Regions from separate parts of the Urocitellus parryii genome. Here region 2 is linked to region 1. Evidence: chromatin contacts called from public Hi-C data. All regions are on one chromosome and are shown on one strand. The core of a region is the stretch at or near the end of the contact, and the rest is flanking DNA. Distances in the headings are between cores, read along the strand shown.

Region 1 (6,791 bases), core at 3,889-6,388:
GAACAGCCACCGTTTAAAGGTGAGTAAAATGTGATCTTTGTACTGAAAAATGTTGTTTTAAAATAAACATAAACATAAATGCAAAAGACAGATATGCACTACTGAAAAAAAATACATGAAATGTTTAGGCAAAAATGTCCCTAACCTCTCTTAAAAAAAAAAAAAAAAAAAAAAAAAAAAAGAACATGGTCTCTCTCTCTATAACAAAAAAGACATTATTAAAAATAATTTAATTTAAAAACAAATATGTCTTAGCTATTCTTGGCCTTTTGCTTTCCTATATCACCATTAACATCTGTGGGAGAAGTTTTATTAAAAAATAACTGGAGGCTGGACATGGTGGCACATGCCTGTAATCCCAGCGGGTTGGGAGGCTGAGGCAGGAGGATCCTAAGTTCAAAGCCAGTCTCAGCAATTTAGCCAGACCCTAAGCAGTTCAGGGAGACCCTGTCTCTCAATAAAATATAAAAAAGGGCTGGGGATGAGGCTCAATGGTTAAGCACCCCATGGTTCAATCCCTGGTGCAAAAAAAAGGACTGAAAAGGACTAGGGATGTAGCTCAGTTGTCAAGCACCCATGGGTTAAATCTACAATACCAAAATAAATAAATAAAAATTAAAAATTAAAATGATGGATCTTTTGTTTGGAATTGTATTAAATCTATAAAACAATTTGGGGATATATTGGTTTTCTATAGCTGCCAAAACAAAATACTACAGACTGGGTAGCTTAAACAAAAGAAATTTATTTTTTTATAGTTCTAGAAATCCAAGATCAAGATGTCAGCAGACTGGTTTCTTCTGAGGCCTCTCTCCTTTGCTTGCAGATGTTAGCCTTCTCAGGTTAGTGTCCTCACCTGGCTATTCCTTAGTCTGCTTCTCCTAACCTCCTCTTTTCATCAGAACCACTATCGTGTTAAATCAGGGCCTACCCATTCAACCTCATTTTACCTTGATAATCTCCTTAAAGGTGCTATCTGCAAATATAGTCACATCACAAGATAGTGGAATTTAGGGTGAGAAACTGATGTGACTCCATTTTTAAAAATAAATAACAGCAGCTTCTACCTCAAGGCCTGTCCTAAAGGAAGGGGGCGTGACCACCCTTGTCCTTGGAAAAACCCACAGAGCACTCCTAGGAACATACCACTCTGCTGAGTTGTTTGTCTACAAGTAACAGGAGAGATCTGTGGCGCCAGGTGTCCCTGACTCAGGCTAGGTGAGGACCCATAGCAACCCCCTAGCACCTCCAATCAGCATGAGACAGGGAAATACCTGGAATGCCAGATGACCCCCAAGTAGTTTATAGTGGTTGATAAAATGTTGGGAAACCATGTAGTTTAGCACGTATACCCCTTGTGGCCTAAACCAATCAGTTCAAAGGAATCCCCCTCTTGTACTAACCGATCACCCCTACCCAACTTGTTCCCGCCATTGAATGTGCTAATCAATGAGAAGAGTTGTTGTTTGACTTTCCCACTGTATGAAATGATTTGCTGTGTGATGTTGTGACGCATAGAGTATCGCCCCAAAAATCTCACTGAACAAAGGACCCCGACTCACTCCCTGGGACCGCTGCATCGGGAACAGTTGTGAGTCCAGGCCCGAGCTTGCAATAAAGACTCTTGTGTGATTGCATCGGATTCGGCTCCTGGAGGTCTATTGGGGTTCCACGAATCTGGCATAACAAGGGCTTCCTCATTTGAATTTGGGGGTGAGGGAGACACACAATTCAGCCCATAACAGGGGAGCATTCACATTTTTCAGTACTGAATCTTCCAATTTTTATTTCTATTTATTTATATATTTTCAATGCCTTTCAGCTAAGTTTATCATTCTACATAAAGATCTTAAAAATATTATGTTGAGTATTCTCCATGTACTTTACCAAGTCTCCTTGAAGGAGGGCCCAGTCACTGACATAACCAACTCTATTTTGTCCCTCTCTGAATCCATGTCTCTTAACTTTTTTCTTTTTTTCTTTTCATTCTTCTGAACCACTTTCTTCTGCAGTTACTTTGGTACTCAGAAATTACAGGTCTAGTTGATTAGCATCTTGATCACAAAGTACCAAAACTATTTCCAGATAACAAAGAGCCTCAAAGAATGGATTACCTTGATGAGAATGTCCCCCAAGTGGGAGCAATTACCTCAAGATAGAACTAAGCTACTGCCTAATCAGGAGTCAATCATCTCATGATGGAAACAAATCATCCCCTTAAGCAATGATGACCTTCTCAGAGCTTCACAGCACCAGTCCTGAGATAATGATCAACCAAACCATGGCCTGACCAAGATGATTTACTCTGCGAGCAATGCAAATCCCCCATATTGGGAGAGATGGCTTAGCCTGAACTGTTGGCACCACTGGAGTGGGGCCTTAGCCAAAGGGCTCTGAACACCCTGTCCTCCTTTCTGCACTGTGGTGCGTGTCCTGTAAGGTTGATATATATGGACTCCATCAAAAGGCTCCCTTGCCATTCAGTCTGTGAATAGGTTTAACAACAGGAAGCGTGGGCAGATTTACAGATATTCATTCCCCCGATTCTACCCCACTGCTGGGATGATGATGGTAAACAGTTATTGTCTTCATAACTCATTATCTCAGCTTTTGTCAAGGAGCAGCCTACTTCTGCAACTATGGCTCTTTTCTGTGAATTCAAGTTCAGATAGCCTTGTCCCTTTCAGCTAGCCCTTCATATCTACGGTTAGTAGCTCATTTTCTCCCTGGAGTTCTTTGTGGTTGGTTTTCATTTCTGCATTTCACTGTGTCATTTTTCTTTCTTTCTTTTATGTGGTACATGAGATTGAATTCAGGGACTTATGCATGGTAGGCAAATGCTCTACCTCTATGCCAAAAACCCAGCTCTTTTTTTTTTTTTTTTTTTTGAGACAAGGTTCCCAGGCTAGCCTCAAACTTGTGATCCTCCTGACTCAGCCTCCTGAGTAGCTAGAGTTACAGGCATGCACCATCATACCTGACTTACATGGCACATTTTAAAATTCCATTTTTTTATAGCTCAAGAGGTAGAACATGCCTGAGGTCCTGAGTTCAAGCCCCAGCACTGTCCCCCAACTTCATTTTGTGTTTGTTATTAAGGTACAGAGATATCTTCATTATTTTTTTAAATCCAGTAACCTTGCTAACTTTAATGAATTCTAGTACTTTCTACTAAACTTTCCCCCATTTTCTTTGTTTCTGTATTCCATCTTTTAACCCATTTTATAATCTCTATAATCCCAGATTTATAAATTTCTTTCAACATTTATGCCTTTCTGGGTTATCTAGATGTCTAATACTGTTTTGTATTGAAGTAGTAGCAGTAATCATTCATTTTGTACCTACCCTAGGAGAGAATACTTTCAGTGTTTCACTATAGGGTGTGGTGTTTCTTTCAAATATTCTTTTAGGATAAGGAAACTCTCTGCTATTTCTAGTTCCTAAGGGTTCTTATCATGAATGAATGCTAATTTTTACCAAAAACTTTTTTACACATCTATCGATGTGATTATTTTTTGCTTCCATTTTTAACATGGTTTATTATATTAATTGCATTTAACATCTCCTAATATTAAACTGACCCTGAAGGACACACAATTGGTCATGATACCTAACACTCTTAGCACTCAAATCTAAATAGGGGAGAAATAATACAGTCTTTAGAGCCAAAGTAGGAAACATAATTATAGGTTATATTTTTATCTATAGACAATGAGCACTAAATGAATATACACTGATATCTAACTGTTCAGTTTTTGTTTTAACTTGAATGTACCTTTTATTAATTTACCTCCCTCAGTAATATAGCAATTTTATTTAATCAGTAAACAATCATTTGTTGAATACTTACTACATGTCATTCATTCTTCCTCACCCCAGGGTATAAATGAAGTAAATCATTGACATTGTGGAGTTCATTACTTAAATGTGTAAGTGGTGTGTGTGTATGGGGGGGGAGGAAGAATGGAGTGAGATTGGCTCAAAAAAGAACAGATGATAATGAAAAACATAATTCTGTACTGTAAGTGAATAAGGAAATAGAAAGTGATAAGGAAATAGAATGGAGACATATTCCAAATTCCCATTCAAGTTATTTGACTTGAATCTTGAAGGACAGATGTTAATCAGTAACAATACATGTTCATCTCAAAAAGATAAAAGAAATATTCAGTTATTTGTGTTAAATATTGGTGCATACACACGAAATGTTATGGTCTTGGGAATAAAATAGTGAACAAACACAATAACCTCTGTTTTGTGCTTACTTTTAAACATTAAGGCAAGAAAGAAACAACTTGCCCAGAGTGAGTGTCTTCCCTGCTAAGGAAAACTTTGAGCTATCAATGCACAGTTCTGGTTATACAAAAGAGTAATCCCCTCAGTGGGCTGCCTGCAGGCAAACAACACCAGAGTTTCTGTTTACTTTATTTTAGAGTCCTTTCGTTTCTATTTTTGGTCTATGTATTATAGTGTACATATAATTTGCAAATTATCATCCAAACATTGGAGTGAGGGTTCAAAATTTATTGATGCGAGAATTTCATCAAAAAAACTGAGGGTCCACTACTATAGTTCTCTGGGAGGGGAACAAAAGTATTGAACTGTATTTAAAACCACTAGCATTCATGTTTAACACTAACAAAAACGGAAAGTTTCAGAAGGGATGGCTAGGGAAATTATTTTCCTTAAGGGTCGTTAAGTTGCAGACAATCCCAGAGGAGCTGGCCCTATTTCTTTTAATAAGAAAAATCAAACAAGTTAAGACAATGTGCGCTGGTCTGGGCCGTTTCTAGGTACTGCTCCGATTTCTGTAGAGCAGTTAGGAAGCCGGTTACAGTGGGACCGCTCTGCGCACAGTCCACAGCGGCAGCCAAGTCCAGGAGACGTGCGTGGGAACAGTTCTGGACACTGCGAATTCCGCTCCAGGACAGCAAGAACGTTCTCACTCACTGGAGCTCCGCAGCACAGACTGGGGTCCATAGCTCAGAACCCCTCCAGGCGCCTCCGCGGTTGGCATACGGCCAGCTTCAAGTGCCGCCCAGTGCAGAACTCGCGCCTGCGTATTCCCTCTTTGCTCCTTTAAGCTTTTTACTTGGCAAACCCGCCGTCTCGCCAGATCGTCACTTCCGGTGGACGCTGTGCGTCATTGGTATCGTCACTTCCTGCCGATACCGGTGTGGACGGTGAAGATCGTGGCTGGGCCGGTGTTCCGGTTCTCTCCCTCCCCTACTTTCCTCCCTCCCTCCCTTTCCCTTCCTCGGCCACTGTTGTAGCCGGTGTTTGACTCCCTGACCCCTCCCTAACCCCTTCCTGACCTCGTTGCCACCGGATTGGCCTCCCTTTCTTGTTCCCTGGCCCAACCCCAGTGTCAGGGCGGGGGGCCTTTTGGAGCCGGAGGCGCTGCAGCTGAGGAGAAGAGGACTACGACCCTCCACTCACCAGCCGGATCGCCGGGTGCGCCGCCGCCATGGCAATGCGACAGACGCCGCTCACCTGCTCTGGCCACACGCGGCCGGTGGTTGATTTGGCCTTCAGTGGCATCACGCCTTATGGGTATTTTTTAATCAGTGCTTGCAAAGGTAAGCAAGGCCACTAGCAGACGCCTAGGGCTGGGCAGTAAGTGAGTGGGGCTGGCATTCCCCAGGGCCTTATGATTGGTGAGGATATTAACGTTTGAAGTGGGAGCCAACGCTGGTCTGATAGGGAAAAGAGTTGTGTTATGGAATCCGCAGTTGTAGCCCAGGGGCCTTCTTTTTGACGCCTCTGACTAGTATTACCCGCCAACTGAGCCCTCCTCGTTTTTATTGCTGTTTCTGGGGAAGCTGGGCTGCACCTTTCTAGGCTCTCTGGACAAGAACCACTGTAAATACATTTCAATGATTTAGGGAAAGGGAGAAATTAGGCCAGAACGAACGATTCCTTACAAAGATGTTAGCTCTTTCTCTGAATATTTTTTCGTGGTATTAGCCTCATTTTTTCAAATGGGAGATGAGAGGTTAAGTTCGTTTGTCCAAAATAAAAGACTCAGGTCTAGATTGTTTTTACTCAGATCCGTATTCTCACTCAATCACGTTTCCCAAAGAGAATGACTGGTTCAACTCTTTAAGTTTATTTATTTTTAGATATTTTTTAGTGACCACAATGAGTTGGAATTAACAGCAACAAAACAAACAGGTTTTTCACTTGCTATTCAATATAATAATTTGACGTTCGAATCTTAGATTTCAAGTAGTCTGAATTTCTAAAATCACATTTCTTTTTAAACATTTTCTAGATGGTAAACCTATGTTACGCCAGGGAGACACAGGAGACTGGATTGGAACATTTTTGGGTCATAAAGGTGCTGTTTGGGGTGCAACGTTGAATAAGGATGCCACCAAAGCTGCTACAGCAGCTGCAGATTTCACAGCGTAAGTGTAACCAAAATGGCTAACTTTGTTCCCTGTGGATTGTGTCCTGAAAAAAAATCTTCAACCTCAGTTATTCATGTAATTCTGACTCATTACCTACCACATAGAGTTCATGATGTTAAATTTTACCAAGATTCCATCCTGTTTCTATATATTTGTTTGTCTTCATTGGTTCTCAAAAGCTTCATAGGCTTAGATGACTTGCTCTTTATGTCTTTGAAGCAGGATTCTGCATAATTACTAAGCACCCCAGATGAGAAATGTTGATCTCCTTTACAAATATATCTCTACATGTCCTTTTTAGTAATATATATTAATGGTCCCAGATTTTTATTTCACTTGCTTCGTTAACTAGATTTAGACATACTGTGTCCCAAATTT
Region 2 (6,990 bases), core at 3,297-5,796, 990 kb before region 1:
TTGGTCATGAATCCAATGCCATATATTGAAGTATATACTGTGCTTCTTTGTCTAGGATTCATGAGATATTTTCAAATATCAGTAATAAATGAAACTTCAGTAATATCCAAAAGGAAAAAAATTGCATAGATAACATTCTCTAGTCCAAATTTATGACTGGAAATTAATGCTGACAAACTAGGAAGACATTCCAACTACCTAAAAATTTAATCTCTTTAAATTGAGGTTAGGATTATATGGAAAGCAACTGTGTAACTCTACTATGTCTTTTATAAGTAACTCAAAATTTCACTTAATGGAGCTTAATGGAGTATAAAAAAAACTTAAATCAACAGCATCATGTATACATCTGAATCTTTATGCAGTACGAGAAAATACTTAGAAGTGAAATGTCAGCCAGCAAACATGGACTCTCTGGAAAGGGCACAAAAGTTAAGAACAAGGGGTGAGAAATCCAAAAGGACTGGGTTCAAATCTGTCTCCAATTCTAACTGCCTTTAGTCATTTCATTTGTAAAATAGTAATTTAAACAAAAACTTTATAAATTTGCGATGGAATACAGCGTGTTCCAAAGTGCCTTGCTCACAATAAGCACTTAATTCAGTGTACCCATCACTAGTAAAAACAGGATCCCGCTGGGGGAACACTAGTAATGTTTCCTTGATTAGATAACATCTGCTGTCCAAGAACCAGGACGTTCTTAACGTTAGACACGGACACTACTACGGTAAGGAAACTCTTGGAGCAACCGGCCATCCGCCTTCCGCGGAGCTAAGTGGCCCTTTCCACGTTTAGAAATGCTACAGCTGGAGGTGTTTAGTGTTGCTAAGCCCTCCTTTTGGGGGAAGAGAGCCGGGCGAGTGTCCTAAGACGCACCGAATTCAGTCCCTGTCTCGCCTTACTAGCGGCCCCTGCTGGCCCTTACGTCTGCAGTTCTCCGGGTGCTCAGCCCTTTCCTAGCCTAGATAGAGCGGCCTCAACAGGCCACCCCTTTACCGGCTGCACTGCGTGGTCACACGGCAGGATCACACCACTACAGAGCTCTCTCGCCCACCTCCTTCTAGAGCACCGCGAGAGACTCTTAGCAAAGAGTTCAATCAAAATCCTGGGCTTGTCTCCTATCGGTAATGGGTCGCGTGTGACAATCTCCTGAGCGGTTCTGACCACTAGCACATGGTGGCCTCGGACTCCCGGCAACTTCAGTACAGGTGGAGAAGACCTGGATTTTCTTGCCCGCAGGAGACGTGGCGCCCGCCCGCTCTAGGACCCCCACCCGCCGTGCAGCTGACTTTACAATGCAGCTAACCCAAGGGAACTGCAGAGACTCCCGAACTTCGGCCGGGTCTTGGGTTTCGCCTCGCTTTGCCGCCTAACATCTAGCTGTGCTAGGTCACCTCTCACTCTAAACTTCAGCAAAGGAATAAAACATTCACGCCCGGAAAGACTCTTAACGCGCCACACCCGAGTGGCATCTGGCGCTGAAAGGTTATGGCGGCTTCTTCCCGTAATACACCGCGACCACTCGCCTCTGCGCCTACCCGGTGGGTTACAACGCGAGAACCCGCCCCTGACGCCAGATGCTTCTATCCAATGGGAAGGGGCAAGTCGGCTCACCCTTATTTACATACCAACCACTATATATACCCTGGGAGGGAGGATTGAGGCGCCAAGAGCTTAACTGCTCTTAAGACATAGGTCTGCTAACGTGGACGTCTACGCTCAAGTTGCCTGTGGCGCCCCCCCCAGGAGTCACTTCCCAGGCTGTCCAAGGCAGAGGGGACCCCAGCCCATAGACTTAATGCTTTTGGCCAACTTATGTCACACCTAACCCAGAGCAATTGCCTCCGCTGCAAACGTCCCATATCTAAGACACCGCTCTACCGTACCCAACCTGATGCTTGCAGGGTGGTGTTTACAGCTCTTTTCTTGACGTTTTGGGGCCCTGAAAAGGGCCTTTGAGTGGAGGGGGCGCTGTGGAGACAGCTCAACCGCCAAAGCCGTACAGAGTGCGGCCCTGGCGTTTCAGAGCGTAGACCACGTCCATGGCGGTCACTGTCTTGCGTTTAGCATGCTCCGTGTAAGTCACCGCATCGCGAATCACGTTCTCCAGAAAAACTTTGAGGACTCCTCGGGTCTCTTCGTATATCAGCCCAGAGATGCGCTTGACGCCCCCACGACGGGCCAGGCGGCGAATAGCTGGCTTCGTAATGCCTTGGATGTTATCTCGCAAGACCTTCCGGTGGCGCTTGGCGCCTCCTTTCCCAAGCCCTTTGCCTCCTTTCCCGCGTCCAGACATCTCAAAAGCACTACAGCACAGTCAAACTAGAAGAGCAGCAGTGAGCAGGTCTGAGTCACGGTTGGAGTTTATATTTCCTTGTAGCGGACCTGTTTGAAGACCTCAGGGAAGTGGGAGGGGCTCCAGGCCCCGCCTTTGAAGCTTTCTTTTAATCACTGCCATTTTAGAAAAGTAGTTAGCAAAATAAAGCCGATTTCCTTTTGTTTGCTTTTTTTAGTTTTTAAAAATATTTTTGAAAAATTTGCCATGAATTTGAAGACGGATTCACAGTGTTATATTTGAAGGTTTAAACAATATAAGATAATAGAATTTGTATTGCCCTTTCTCACCGCTTAGATAAAAAGCAGACGGATTCTATGCTTGCTTGTTCTCTGACTCTGACTGTCCCTTCTTCTCAGCTCCGGCTAATTCTGTTGTTTGTTTATTGTTTTCCAAACGGAATGCTTATGCTTATGATACCATAAGCTTATGCTTATGAACTAGTGAAAATAAATAAAACTAGAAACACTTTACATCTTATAGCAATTACTTTACAGATACTCGTGTTATCTTTTTAAAAATACTACAGTGAAAATATTTTGATGGTTCTCTCTCTCTCTCCTTAAAAGATGAATTAAAAGAGACTTGAAAACACTGCCTGTATGATAGGGAAAAATCCTGAGTGGTTAAATTAAACAACCTGATTGTAAAGCCTTGACTCAAGTTAGAATTCTTTTACTAAAATAAAAGGAATGCCACAGTAATTTTTTTAAATTTTGTTTAAAATTTCCCATGATACAGGCAAAAATTTATGCTAGTTTACAGAATGCATTCCAGGAACATCTTGTTGAATCTGCATCAGATGTGTATGTGTTTTAATTTAGCACACAGTTATTGGATGCTCACTGATGTATTTAAACTTCAAAACACTATGAGATGGGTATAGAGTTTAAATAACTATGAAAGATAAGTGGTAAAACCAGGATTTGGAGGTGGCAGTCTGGTGCAGGATGACGGCCTCAACCTTGACAATATTCTCAGTTTCAAAAACACGTGTTTGCCAGTAAGGTACATATACATAAATACACGTAAACATTATTTCAACGAAATAAAAATCTTTAGTAGGACAATGAATAGTCACATTTGTTTCACTTTTACATGGATGCTAAAATCCACATAAATTTTATTTTAATATACAAGTGTTTAATATTACATAGCCATGTAATTATAAAATGTAACAAATGTTAAGGTAAATGAAAGTACCTTAATAATTAGTAGAAAGTAATTTGTAATGAAAACAAAAACCCACCCTTACGTTGTTTCAAATGTTATTGTCTGAGATTGGGTAGATCCGGCCGGAGTTCATCAAGACGTGAGCCCAGGTGTTGGGACCTACAGAAAGCAAGCCAAGGCCAAGACTTTAAGCCTCAGCAACTGAACTGTGCTTGCATCTCTTGCATGAAATCCAGTGGCTCTTCCTATCCCACCAGTACAGAAAGCACTTCTGTCTTATCTATCACTCTTAGTTTCAGAGCCTCAGAAGGGTAAGACTGGCTGCCTGTGAGCGGCAGAACTTTGAGGGAAGACCAGTGTTCACTGGTTTAATTACGAAGGTTCATATGTCCAACTACTAACAAAGCCTCTTTTGGAGCCAGCTCCCCAGACTGTTGGGTAAAAGGAAGCAAGGTGCTGGTATAAAGGAAGAGGCAACCTACCCGGTACTGGGCAGGCAGAATTCGGCTAGAGTCTGTGATTTCGCTGCAGGAGCAGTGTTATCACAAGCACGGGCTTTGGAGTCAGATGACAACTTAAAAATGCTGAATTATTACACGAGAAAATCCACCTAGAGAACACAGGAACTTGACATCTTTCGGATTCTTTTTGTTTCCAATCGTGTTATTTAGGTGCTGGGGATTGAACCCAGGGCCTTGTGCATGCGAGGCAAGCACTCTACTAACTAAACTATATCCCCAGCCTAAGTTATCTTATTTATTAAGGGTTTCTCTTCCTGGGAGCAAGCGTGAATGTTAAAAACTCAGCATCCACTGAGCACATTCAGGCCCGCTGCAGCGGTGCTTTCAGGCCCAGGGGTATTAGTATGAGCGGCTATGTAAATGAGGACTAGAAGTTTGCGCTTCTGATTGGAGGAAGTCGGCGCAGGCGTTTCCTTTGCCAGCTCTCTAGTTGGGCGCGGACTCCGTCTGTCATTGGCCCGCAGAGCCGGGGCGCCCAATAGGAAGGCGTTGCCTAGTGGCCACCGAGAGTTTCTAGAGGCAGTTCGGTGTGGTAGGCTGCATTCCCATAGCGATCCTGCTGGTGTGATTTCCCTCACTGGAGTTTCAGGCGAGAAGTGAACATGTCCGGTCGTGGAAAGCAGGGTGGGAAAGTGCGGGCAAAAGCCAAATCCCGCTCCTCCCGCGCGGGCCTGCAGTTCCCGGTGGGCCGAGTGCATAGACTACTGCGCAAAGGTAACTACGCGGAGCGAGTAGGCGCTGGGGCGCCCGTGTACCTGGCGGCGGTGTTGGAGTACCTGACGGCCGAGATCCTGGAGTTGGCTGGCAACGCGGCGCGTGACAATAAGAAGACTAGGATAATCCCTCGCCACCTGCAGCTGGCCATCCGCAACGACGAGGAACTAAACAAGCTGCTGGGGAAAGTGACCATCGCTCAGGGCGGCGTCCTGCCCAACATCCAGGCTGTGTTGCTGCCCAAGAAGACCGAGAGTCAGAAGGTGAAGAGCAAGTGACCCTGACGCCACCATGGGAAAGCTGACTTCCCCAGCAGAGGCTCTTTCCAGAGCGGTCCCGCAGTGTTTTTGATTGTGCTGAATGTCATGGAGGGCCAGTACGATCTAGCGGGGAGAGGGGCAGTGAGGAGCCCGCCGGAGTCGGGAGCCAATAAAGTCGGTGAAAATCCAGTAGTCGAGAGAGCTGTGTAGTCGCGGGACCTACCGGATGACCCCGGGGTGGGGGGTGGGGGCGCGACCGGAAACCTCTGGAGCAGGTACTGGTCAGTCGGCTGGAGCCCCTCCGAACGCTCGGATCCGCAGATAGATCCCCCTCGAGGCGTTGAGGGAGGATGAGGGTAACCCAGAGGGTTCCAGTGGTCTGGAGATGGCAGGGTTGGGATCTCCCCTACTTGCATTAAGGCAAAGGAGAGGCGGACTAGGTGCGGTGCGGCCTACTCTGGCATTTTACTTCCCGTTTCCAAGGCTTCAGCCATTTGTAAGCGATCAAGACTAAGCTATAAGGAGAATCATGGGGCTGAGCTGGTTTCGGTTAGGAAGTTGTTTCTGGACATAATTTTCAAAAGATGGAGTAACTTCCCTTTGAAGTGTGGCCCTGGTGACACGGTATCAATTTAAGATTCTTTCTTAATAGCTCTTATGTTTTTCATGTTCTGGATGTCAAGTATCACAACCTAGCACCCTTATGTTCTCATTTCTTTAAAATGAAGGAAACATTCAGTAATTTGTGTAATACAGAAGTATGAGTCAGGAGGGTGGTAATGTTTTCCTGACACGTTGCATAACAGTGGAATCTTTAATCTGGATTTAGAAATGCTTACAAGCTTTTAAAATTATTTTCTCAAATGTTGGCTTCTTAGTGGTCTTGTCTCCATGTTAGGCTCTTTGGGAAATGACTTGACTTTGCTCAATTACAAAACAAAACAAAACCCTGGCTTTTAAGGATTACACTTACTCAACAAATAACTTACTTAAAATTCCTGTTCTCCGTGAAGTAATGACCCCATTCCAGTAACCCTGTAGGAATTGTGATTCTTACTGGCTCAGCATTACTTTAATAAATAAGCAAGGAAAAGTAAGGCCACAGGATTTAAATACAGGGAAAAACACATTGCAGGCTGAGACTCAACACTTAAAAGTTCAACATTAGTAATTCTCTTCTGCTCTTGGGTTGACCCTTCCATTTCATCCTTCTGAGCAAGCTTCATACTGGCCCACAGGACTCATAAAAAAGATCCCACCTTAGATTTCACATTTATAGATTCATCTTTTCTGTGAGAGTTGAAGTAGTCCTGGGGGGAGGGTGGGTGGTAAGAAATGGGATAGCAGTGACTGGCCCATTTTCCCTCCTGGACTATTTCATCCCCAATCCTTATTGAACATCTGTGCCATTCTGTGTACTAAGTGATGAGGGTACAGCTATCAATGAGGTCAACCAGACTTATACTCTCTTGGAACTCCCTTCCTCCCCACCCCCCTTAGTACTAAGGACAAGATAAGAAACAAATAAATAATATTATAGATGAGCTTTGGTTAGTACTTGTGTCTTTTGCTGTTTGTTGAGTGGATATTGGAATTACTTTTCCCCTGTGGTCATCTTTGAGTTGTACAAAGATGTCACATGTACATTTTAGGAGGCAGTTATTGCCTCCTAATACCTGAGAAATAGATTCCAATGACACCATGAGTTGTTCCAGGATTTCCAGCTGTTGACTCTACTCCTTACCTTCCTTTCAAAGGATTTCCTCATATGTAAAATAGTCATGATACCTGTTTTGAGGATCAAGACTGTCTACTTACTATGTGCTATATATTAGTTACTTAAATTGAAAGAAGTACCATTTCCTATAAAGGGTAGGTTTCCACTTACAGAATAAGTTATAGATAAGCATGCTACTAGTATTTAAAAAAAAAAAAAAACAGCACAAACTGAATTGTCAGAATTAATTCTCGGTGATACCACTTGGGG

Evidence for each region. Hi-C and Micro-C count contacts between places; a contact is called where the count stands out from the background.
Region 2: a contact with region 1 is called in a Hi-C map of liver, with 5 times the contacts expected there. The contact joins the promoter of H2aj here to the promoter of Strap in region 1. A contact is called at or near these places in 2 of 2 Hi-C or Micro-C datasets (liver and muscle).

The regions. Positions count from the first base shown.
Region 1 is chr5:93,971,342-93,978,132 of mUroPar1.hap1, reverse strand. Strap (serine/threonine kinase receptor associated protein) reads left to right here and starts at 5,138. Exons shown (of 10, transcript XM_026391919.2): 1 at 5,138-5,579; 2 at 6,275-6,410. The coding sequence starts at 5,468.
Region 2 is chr5:94,957,455-94,964,444 of mUroPar1.hap1, reverse strand. H2aj (H2A.J histone) reads left to right here and starts at 4,546. Exons shown (of 1, transcript XM_026414169.2): 1 at 4,546-5,192. The coding sequence starts at 4,632. The coding sequence ends at 5,021. H4c16 (H4 histone 16) reads right to left here and starts at 2,305. Exons shown (of 1, transcript XM_026414175.2): 1 at 1,864-2,305. The coding sequence starts at 2,296. The coding sequence ends at 1,985.